Regions from separate parts of the Capsicum annuum genome. Here region 1 is linked to region 2. A link is a contact called in public Hi-C data. All regions are on one chromosome and are shown on one strand. The core of a region is the stretch at or near the end of the contact, and the rest is flanking DNA. Distances in the headings are between cores, read along the strand shown.

The links. Hi-C and Micro-C count contacts between places; a contact is called where the count stands out from the background.
Region 1: a Hi-C map of bud shows a contact between it and region 2, with 2.9 times the contacts expected there. The contact joins the enhancer-like site here to the promoter of LOC107877681 in region 2. A contact is called at or near these places in 4 of 5 Hi-C or Micro-C datasets (bud, leaf, pericarp and 1 more).

What each region holds. Positions count from the first base shown.
Region 1 is chr7:8,080,738-8,085,198 of UCD10Xv1.1, reverse strand. No RefSeq gene overlaps it. Among protein-coding and RNA genes, the nearest start is that of LOC107877685, 7.0 kb to the left of the region's middle. Within about 2 kb of position 2,243, at least 5 of the 5 cell types and tissues checked have an H3K27ac peak or open chromatin away from gene starts, as enhancers often do. A contact at or near this core is called in bud, leaf and pericarp, where this site is marked.
Region 2 is chr7:7,979,836-7,984,180 of UCD10Xv1.1, reverse strand. It overlaps LOC107877681, which reads left to right and starts at 2,316. Exons shown (of 9, transcript XM_016724371.2): 1 at 2,316-4,345. The coding sequence starts at 2,895.

The sequences.
Region 1 (4,461 bases), core at 994-3,493, 100 kb before region 2:
GCCTTTGCAACACTTCCTACAAAACTATAACCAAGATAATTATCAAAAGAATCAAGCTCTTCTTCCAAAATATTATTGGCCCTCCCCAGAATAGTTTTTTCTTCAATAGAAGGGCCTCTGATCAGGACATCATCATCCAGGAGTACATTACTCACTTTGAAAGGATGAAAGGGAAATAAGCCAGCTTGATCCTTAAAATTTACTTAGAAAAACCCTTTGAAAAACTTGAATGGTCCTTTATCAAGGACACACTCAAGTTATTTGGATTCCCACCAAAGCTGTCTAAGCTCATATTGTCTTGCATTAGCACCTTCTCTGTCAGCTGTTTTTGTCAATGGTAGGAAAACTTCCTTCTTTAACCTCTCTAGGGGTATAAGACAAGGAAACCCCATCTCCTCCTACTTATTCATTATGTGTATGGAGAGACTTTCTAGGGGTATTGTAACTGAGTTGAGGGCCAAACACTGGACCCCTATAAGCATGTCTCGTGCTGGACCCAAACTTTCCCATCTTTTCTTTGCTGATGACCTTACCCTGATTGTTAGAGCCAATGCCCAAAACTGCCATAACATTGTAAATATGCTCACCATCTGCAGCAAGCTATCTGGATCATCAACCATAATAAGTCCAAGGTTATTTTCTCCAAGAATACCCCCTCTCCTCATATCACTATGTGTTCCCAAATCCTTAACATCCAGCCTTGTGCCAGCTTTGGGAAATACCTTGGGTTCCTAATCTTTCAAAGCAAACCCAAAAATAGTGACTTTGAATTCATCATTCACTCTATGAACACCAAGTTAGCAGGCTGGAAAATCAAGCTCTTGAACATGATAGGCAGATCAGTCCTTGCCAAGTCCACCCTTAGTGCAATGCCTACTCACATCATGCAGTACATTAGAATCCCCAAAACTATTACCGAGTCCTTTAATAAAATCCAAAGGGATTTTTTTTGGGCAAGAACCCCTGATAAGAGAAAACTAGACCTACTCAGCTGGGAAACCTCTACCACCCACAAAAAAATGGTGGCCTTGGTCTCCACAAAAGTGAGTTGAGAAATAGAGCTATGCATGCTGGTCTGGCATGGAGACTCTTCCACAACCCGACCTCTCTTTAGGGTCAAGTCATGCTCTCCAAATTTCACAACAACCAGGGCCCTTCCACCCCCAAAAGAATTACCTCCATAACCTGGCAATGCATCTAAAAGAGTTGTAAAGATTGCTCCTTAGGAATTCGATGGAGAGTGGGAAAGACTGAAAGTGTGACAGAATGAGCTTTTTGGGGAGACACTTGGATACCTCACCTTGGCAGCCTTAAAAGTGTGGTCCATGGGCCTGTAAAACCCCATACTCTTGATATCACTGTCAAAGATGTCTACAACAATGACATTTGGGATTTTACCTCAATCCCATTTGAAATTCCCACTACCATCAGGCAAATCATTACAAGCATGCCTATCAGTATCATGGACTCTAACATGGATGTTTGTTGATACCTAATTTTTGCCTTCCACATTCCAAATTAGTTTCTGAATTTCTCAATTTTAAATAGTTTTAAAATATTTATTTTAAGTTATTTTTTTAAATAAATTTCAACCCTACGTTTTGAATTTAGATGATAATAATACTATAGTATCTAATTATACATGGTTATATAATTATCAGTTAAATAAAATTCTTTAGAATTTATTCGGAGTGAAAAGTTTGAAAAAATTATAAATATTCTATTTTTCTCAAGATCGTATGAAAATAAGGAATTGATGACATAATTCGTTTCTTAATTCATTGTTATTATTATTATTATCATTATTATTATTATTTAATATTTGTTTTAAAATTATTAAATTTAAAAAATTCGTTAAATTAATTAAAAGATAATTTCATCTCGATTTTATCCGAATTCATTCAATTTCCTTTTTAAAAATAACTAGCCCTTTTTCCTACTTTTAGATTTGGCCAGCAGCCCAACTTCCCTCTAACTTAATAGCCCAATCAACTTCAACAACCATACAAACACGGCCCAAAATTCCCTTTCCCTTATTTCCCCTTATACCTGTACAAATAACAGCAAACAACAACTGACAACAACACAGCTTCAGCAACCCGATATTCCACAGCCAACAACAGCGACAATTTCAACACAACAGCGTCAAAACCAGTACAGCAATACACCACAACAACTTTCAACGACAACAGCGACTTAAGATTTCTCAAAGAAACTCCGGTTTGAAGTCATCCACTCGCTGTTCCCAATTCGCTGCCCCAAAACCGGTAAAAAACTCATCTCTTGCTACTCCCTCTTCTTCGTGTTTAAAGTGCCAGTGTAAAATTTCTGCTGGTGTTTTAATTGTTGCTGCTGTTGTGAGACTGGTAGTTTATGTTCTGTATCCATTTTCTTAGACAGCGGATTTGTTCGTGTATTAACAAGTTAAATAGTCATTCGTATGTAAGTGGTTTGAAATAAGTTTATGTGTTTTATTTCTGGATGAATCTTGATTTTTTGAAGAAATTTTCTGTGGTATGAGATTTCTCCATAAGAATAGTGGCCATCTTGAAACAACAAAAGTCTAGGTGCTGGGTTATCTTGTAAGGTGGAACTTAAATAATAGCCATGTGAGGCTTTGACATGGATTCAAAGTTTCTTTTTTTTTTTTTTTATTCTCATGTACTTTTCTCATCATGAATACATTTTTTGGCTTGCACATAGCTTGATATCCATAAGTTAATTCAACTTTCCTCGGAGACCTTGCAAACTATATATAATTGTTGAACGAAATGTTTGAATCATGAAAATCGTGTCGTGTTAACGGAATATGATAATTATGTGCCTCGCATTTTGTATGGAGATTAATATGTTTCACGTAGTTGAGCATTAAGCATTTATTTTTTTTGTTTCTATTTGTTTGATTATTGGTTAAAGATTCTTCTTGGATGCTCATCCTTATCTCGTTTTCTGTGCATGAACCTCCTTCACCGAGTCCACGGAACTCCAATCCTTGCATCCCTCGGGCAAAGCCCATTCTTTCGAGTCAAAAAGTGGCTTAATGTGCAAAAACAGCTGCTGGTATACACCAGATACACAGGTTTTCCAGGTCCAAAGGGGTGATACATGCCAACATATGACGCACAGTGGAGCTGGGAGTGAATGTGCAGTAATTTATACACTGGTATACAGTGTATATATACAAAACGCAGGAAAAATAGCTGCTGTATACAGCTGATATACAGCTGGTATACATCTGTATCAATGGACTAAAAGTCCATAAAGAATGGGCCAAGGGCTGCCAGATTTGAGAAAAGGCCCAAACTCTAACTCTTCTTATCCATTTTCTTGTAAATGCTATCTTATGTGCTCGTATTAATTAATTTGGTTAGCCTATATAAATCCCCTAATGCGTTATCATTTCATTTTATCACAGTTTTAGTCAAATTCGTAATATATCTCATCTAAATGAATTAAAATGGTTATTTTCGACTTCACTCCCTAAAACTAAGCTTAAAAGAATTTGTTAAATTGTTTATTTCAAAATGATGTTCGTTATGTTCTTGTAACAAAATAGTCTATTAACATAACTCAAGAAACTATTTTTTCTTATAAATTTAAACTCTTCATAATTATAAAGGTTTTTTTTTAACACTCTCTTAATATTTTTTCAAATGTATTATCTCTAATATTATTAACTTTTTCTATAATAAATAATAATAAGGAAATAATTTAGTAATCTTTTCTTTCTCCACAAAAGCAAGAAATCATTTCTCTCTTTAGTCCGGAAAGTTACCATTTGGTTCTATTGAAATAATTTATGCTCTCCTTTAAATAAATAAATGTTATGTTTAAATGTTAAATAAATAATCTTATTATTTTCTATAAAATCAAGTTTAACAAATTAATCTTTTGCAAAACTAGCCACTATTAGTTAGTTAGTTCTTTTGGTATACCGTTTTAAACGGACGTACCTAAGTGCCTTAAAAACCTTCTTAGGGCGTTAATTGAACCCTTACCCAAAATCTCTAGTTTTAAAGGTTTATTTTTGTTTTTGAACATTTGAAACTCTTTTACATTTTTTTTTGATTTTTTTTTTACAAAAATCAAGTGGCGACTCTGTGAATTTCTTAAAATTATTTGAAAATTTTCTCAAATCTTTTGAAATAATCTTAAGAAAGTTAAAACTATTTTTCTCGCCAAAAGTGAAATAAGAAAAGAGATAAAACAATGCTGTTATCTGGAATTGTTCCCCTGATGCTAAATTCACTACAAGTAGCATGTACTCTCAGCTATCCAATCATCACTCCTCCCTGAATCATCAGGAAAGCACATACTCCCAATAAAATCAAGACCTTTTTATGGTTCTTGACGCATAAGAGGCTCCCCACTGACAGTTATCTCAATCATATTGGCATCAACATCTCCCCCACCATTGCCAACTATGCAGCAACGCTGTTGAGGACCCCCACCATATATTCT
Region 2 (4,345 bases), core at 1,067-3,566:
TCCATCACACTAGATAATAGACCTAAGATACGTAAAGCTTCATTTCTTATGAATAATCTGTAAATCAAGTCTCACCTTCACAACATCATAAGTTACATCCCTGAACTTGCATTTCAAGTATTTTATCTTGATCTTGCTTAATGTTACCAAACCTCAAGCTTAATTAGCATTGACTCCCTTGTGAATTTGGTAGATTAGAACTATGTCATCGATAAATAAAATACACCAGGTCACCTCATCTCGGTATGCGGAATCAATTCATCCTTCACCAAGATAAACAAAAATTGACTTAGAGTTAATCCCTAATGCAAACTCAACTCAAATAGAAAATGACCTAACTCTCTAACCATTGTCCTTGCCCGTGTCTTCGGTTTATCGTACATGTTTTTAAGTGATCTAGTATACATCATGTGAACACTTTAGCCTTCGTGCACCTTTATAGAACCTTCCTCAAAATCTTGTCATAGGCTTTTTTCTAGGTTAATGAACATATATGCATATTTTTTTATCTTTTTTCTCTGTATTGTTTCACTAGTTTCCTGTAGAGATGTCTTTTGTAGTTGAACATCTCGATATAAATTTGAACTAATCCCCTAAAATAAACACGTCTAGTCTTAGCTCCACCACTTCAAATCTTCACAGTGTGATTTATTAATTTAATTTTCCTTTCAATTAGTTGTTGCACTTTTGAATGCCACCCCAGTTTTTATATAATGAGATCGTCATACTCTATCTCCATTCATTTGACATTTTAATTTTCTTAAAAATGATGTGAAACAACTTAGTCAGCTATTCCATACCTACCTTGTTGCGTTCTTTCAAAATTCCACCAAAATTTCACTTGACACAATCTATCTCTCCCTATGCATCGTTCTATGAATAACACCCTTAACGCCCTCAACATGTATACACCTACAATGCCCAAAATCATAATATCTCTCAAACTATTCTAAATCTTATGACACAATGTTCGTGTTCCTTTTTTTGCTCAAAAGTTTATGAAAGTATGACAATCATCTTCATTTAATAAGTATAGCTCATTTTTATTTGCTTTTTTCAAAGCTCATCCATTCATTTTGCTCGCAACTATCCTATAAGTTCTCCTAGTAAAAAGAATTAGACATTCATCTTTTTTTTTAAAGAGAAATGGTCAAATATCCCCTCCCCCAACTTTTACCTCAAATCCCAACTACACACTTATACTTTGAGAAGGTCCTATGACCTCCCTGAACTATTTTAAAATGAAATTATTATCCCTCCAATGCTAACATGGCAAGAGAGTGTGTTTCACTCTCTTTAAAAAGAATAAGAACAAAAATATTTTATTAAAAAATTATTTTTATTTTTTCTTTAAATAAATATATATAATTTTAATTATTATTTTTCTTTCTTCTTCTTCTTCCCCAATTCTTCTTCTTCTTCAATGACATCTAAGAATGACAATTAATTTTTTTTTTCTTCTTCAATGGCATCCAAGAACCCATAAATGGCAATTAAATTATTTTCTCCTTCTTCTTCTTCAATTCTTCTTCTTCTTCAATGGCATCCAAGAACCCATCAATGACAATTAATTTTTTTTCTTCTTCTTCAATTCTTCTTCTGCTTCTTCAATGGCATCCAAGAGCAATTTTTTTTCTTCTTCAATGGGATCCAAGAACTCATCAATGATATTTCCTTTTATTCTTCTTCTTTTTCAATGGCATCCAAGAACTCGAATTACGTGAGAATATTGAATCAATTCAGATTGAAAAATAAAGTCACTGAAATTTTGAATTTTCCGGCGCCATCACTGTTGCGATACCATTTTGTGAAAATCGAATATTTTTTGAACATTAATTGTTGATTTGATTTTGATAAGATTACATATCGTGTGAATTCTATATGATTTATTATGCCATTGAAGAAGAAGAATAGAAGAAGAAGAGGAAGAAGAAGAAGATGATGATGATGTGGCATGACGTGGAATTAATTTTTATAGTAAAAAAATGATATATGACATGGAATTACGTGACATAACACGTGGCAGCGCGTGTTAACCACAAATCAAAATAAAATTTGGGTATGAGTTTTTAGAAAGGTATATTCCACTTTAAAATAATTTGGAGATAATAATTTCATTTTAAAATAGTTTAGGGGATCATAGGACCTTTCAAAGTATAAATGTGTAGTTGAAATTTGGGACAAAAGTGGGGGTATTTGATCATTTTCTCTTTTTAAAGTGTTGCTTTCAACTTTTTTTCTTTAAAAAAAAAAAATTGCTTTTAGATCCTTCCTTAATTAGATCCTTCCCCAAATTGACTAAATTTTGCAAAATTGAAACACTTCTGCATGCAGTCTTCCACGTGCCCTTTCCCCCTATTATCTTCTCTTTCTCTCAAATTTCAATTTCTTTAATATCTTTCTGCTAATTTTTTTTTCAAGAAATAAAAAATAAAAATAAAAATCAAAATCAAAATCATAGGCACCTTCCTCTTCCATTTCTAGAATTTTGATAGCGACCCACTCATATTTTTCTGCAAAAAATTTCAGAAAAAAAAAATGATTTTAAAAAATTATAAGGGAATTTGTATATTTTTTTTTGGTATCTCAGCTATACAAATATAGAAATTAGCAAGAAAGTGCTGTTCTTCTTCTTCTTCTTGTTATCCACTACTTTCTTGGAGGTAATTTTTCAGTTAGATGTTGTTTGGTTACTGAATACATATGTTTCTTGAAAACCCCTTTTGATTTTCTTGTATTTGGGTGAACCCCATTAGGGTTTATTGAGGTAATTTTTAGTTCAAAGTTGCTATTTTTAGTAATTTGGGGTTCTTGGTTTTTGTATTTGTTTAATGTAGAAATAGTAATTTTGGGTTTTGGTGGTAAAAAAAATTGAATCTTGATTTGTAAAGATTATGGCTTTTGAACAAAGTTCAATACCTAAAGATTTGAGGCCATTGAATATTGTTAGGACAGTGGCAGAAGAATCGGGTCGACCCGTTGAGGGGTTTTATGGTAACCCGACCCGGGATGTTGGAGGTAGTCCTGGAACTATACAAGGGGTTTATTATCCTGCTACTGTAGCTGATGGAGGGTTTGTAGGTTTAGGATATGCTAATAATGCGGGTTCGGTGGCAGCTGGGTGGGTCCCACAGGTTGTTGGTTCGCAGCCACCGGGTGTTGTGAGTGTTGGTGTTGTGAATTCGGGTAGTGGGTTGTCGCATAATTTGAATTCCGGGGGAAGGGTTGGTAGTAATGCGTCTGAGCGTGCTACCGATGATGGTGGTGGTGATGGTTCGGTGTCAGGGAGGAAAGTTAAGTTTTTGTGTAGTTTTGGTGGGAGGATAATCCCGAGGCCGAGTGATGGGGCATTGAGATATGTAGGTGGACAGACTAGAATTATTAGTGTTAGGAGGGATGTGAGTTTTGCGGAGCTGGTTCGCAAGATGGTAGATACTTATGGGCAGGATGTGACGATTAAGTACCAGTTGCCTGATGAGGATCTTGATGCACTTGTGACCGTTTCTTGTTCAGAAGATCTTGAAAATATGATGGATGAGTATGAAAAGTTGGTTGAAAGAGCGTCAGATGGGTCTGCTAAATTGAGGGTGTTTCTTTTTTCGTCTTCAGAGCTTGAATCGTCCGTTGTAGCGCAATTAGGAGATCTACAAGATAGTGGACAGAGGTATGTCGAGGCAGTGAATGGGATTAGTAATGGAGTTGGTGGTATTGGTCTTGCTAGGAAAGTGAGTAACGCTAGTGCTGGTTCCACCCAGAATTCAGAATTTAGTGGCTCTGAAGCTATGGATGGCTTAGGTCATGGTCAGGGGGAGCTTAGAGCTGTACCTTCTTTTGACGCATTATCACCTAGTGGGACTTCTGCTACCTCTCAAGAACCGGTTTACAGTTTGGTGTCTCCAGATGCACATCCCGCAGCTCATGCTGATGCTTCTGTTGCTCCAGTGACCATTCCATTAGTTGTTCCTGGTACAGTGTCAAGTGTATCTGCTCAGCCGGAGCACGGGTTAGAGAAAGTTATGCCTGTTGCTGCACAGCAGCAACAAATGGGTTATGATATGCAGCAAACAGGAGTGACTTATCCAGGAACTACACCATATGTCCCAGTTTATGTGGATCCTCAGAGGGAGACTGCAAGCCGTACAGATTATGTTCAGATCCCTTCCCAAATGGGATTCCCAAGACAGCTTTTGGGAACGGTTGGGCCAGTAATCAATCAGCAGCATATAATTGCTGGTGGTTCGACTCAGCAGTTTGTCCCTGCTCTTCACATGACAATGACTCCTTCAGGCCATGTCAGTATGAATCCTAATCTGGTTGCCTCACAGATTCAGCCCCAACATGTTAG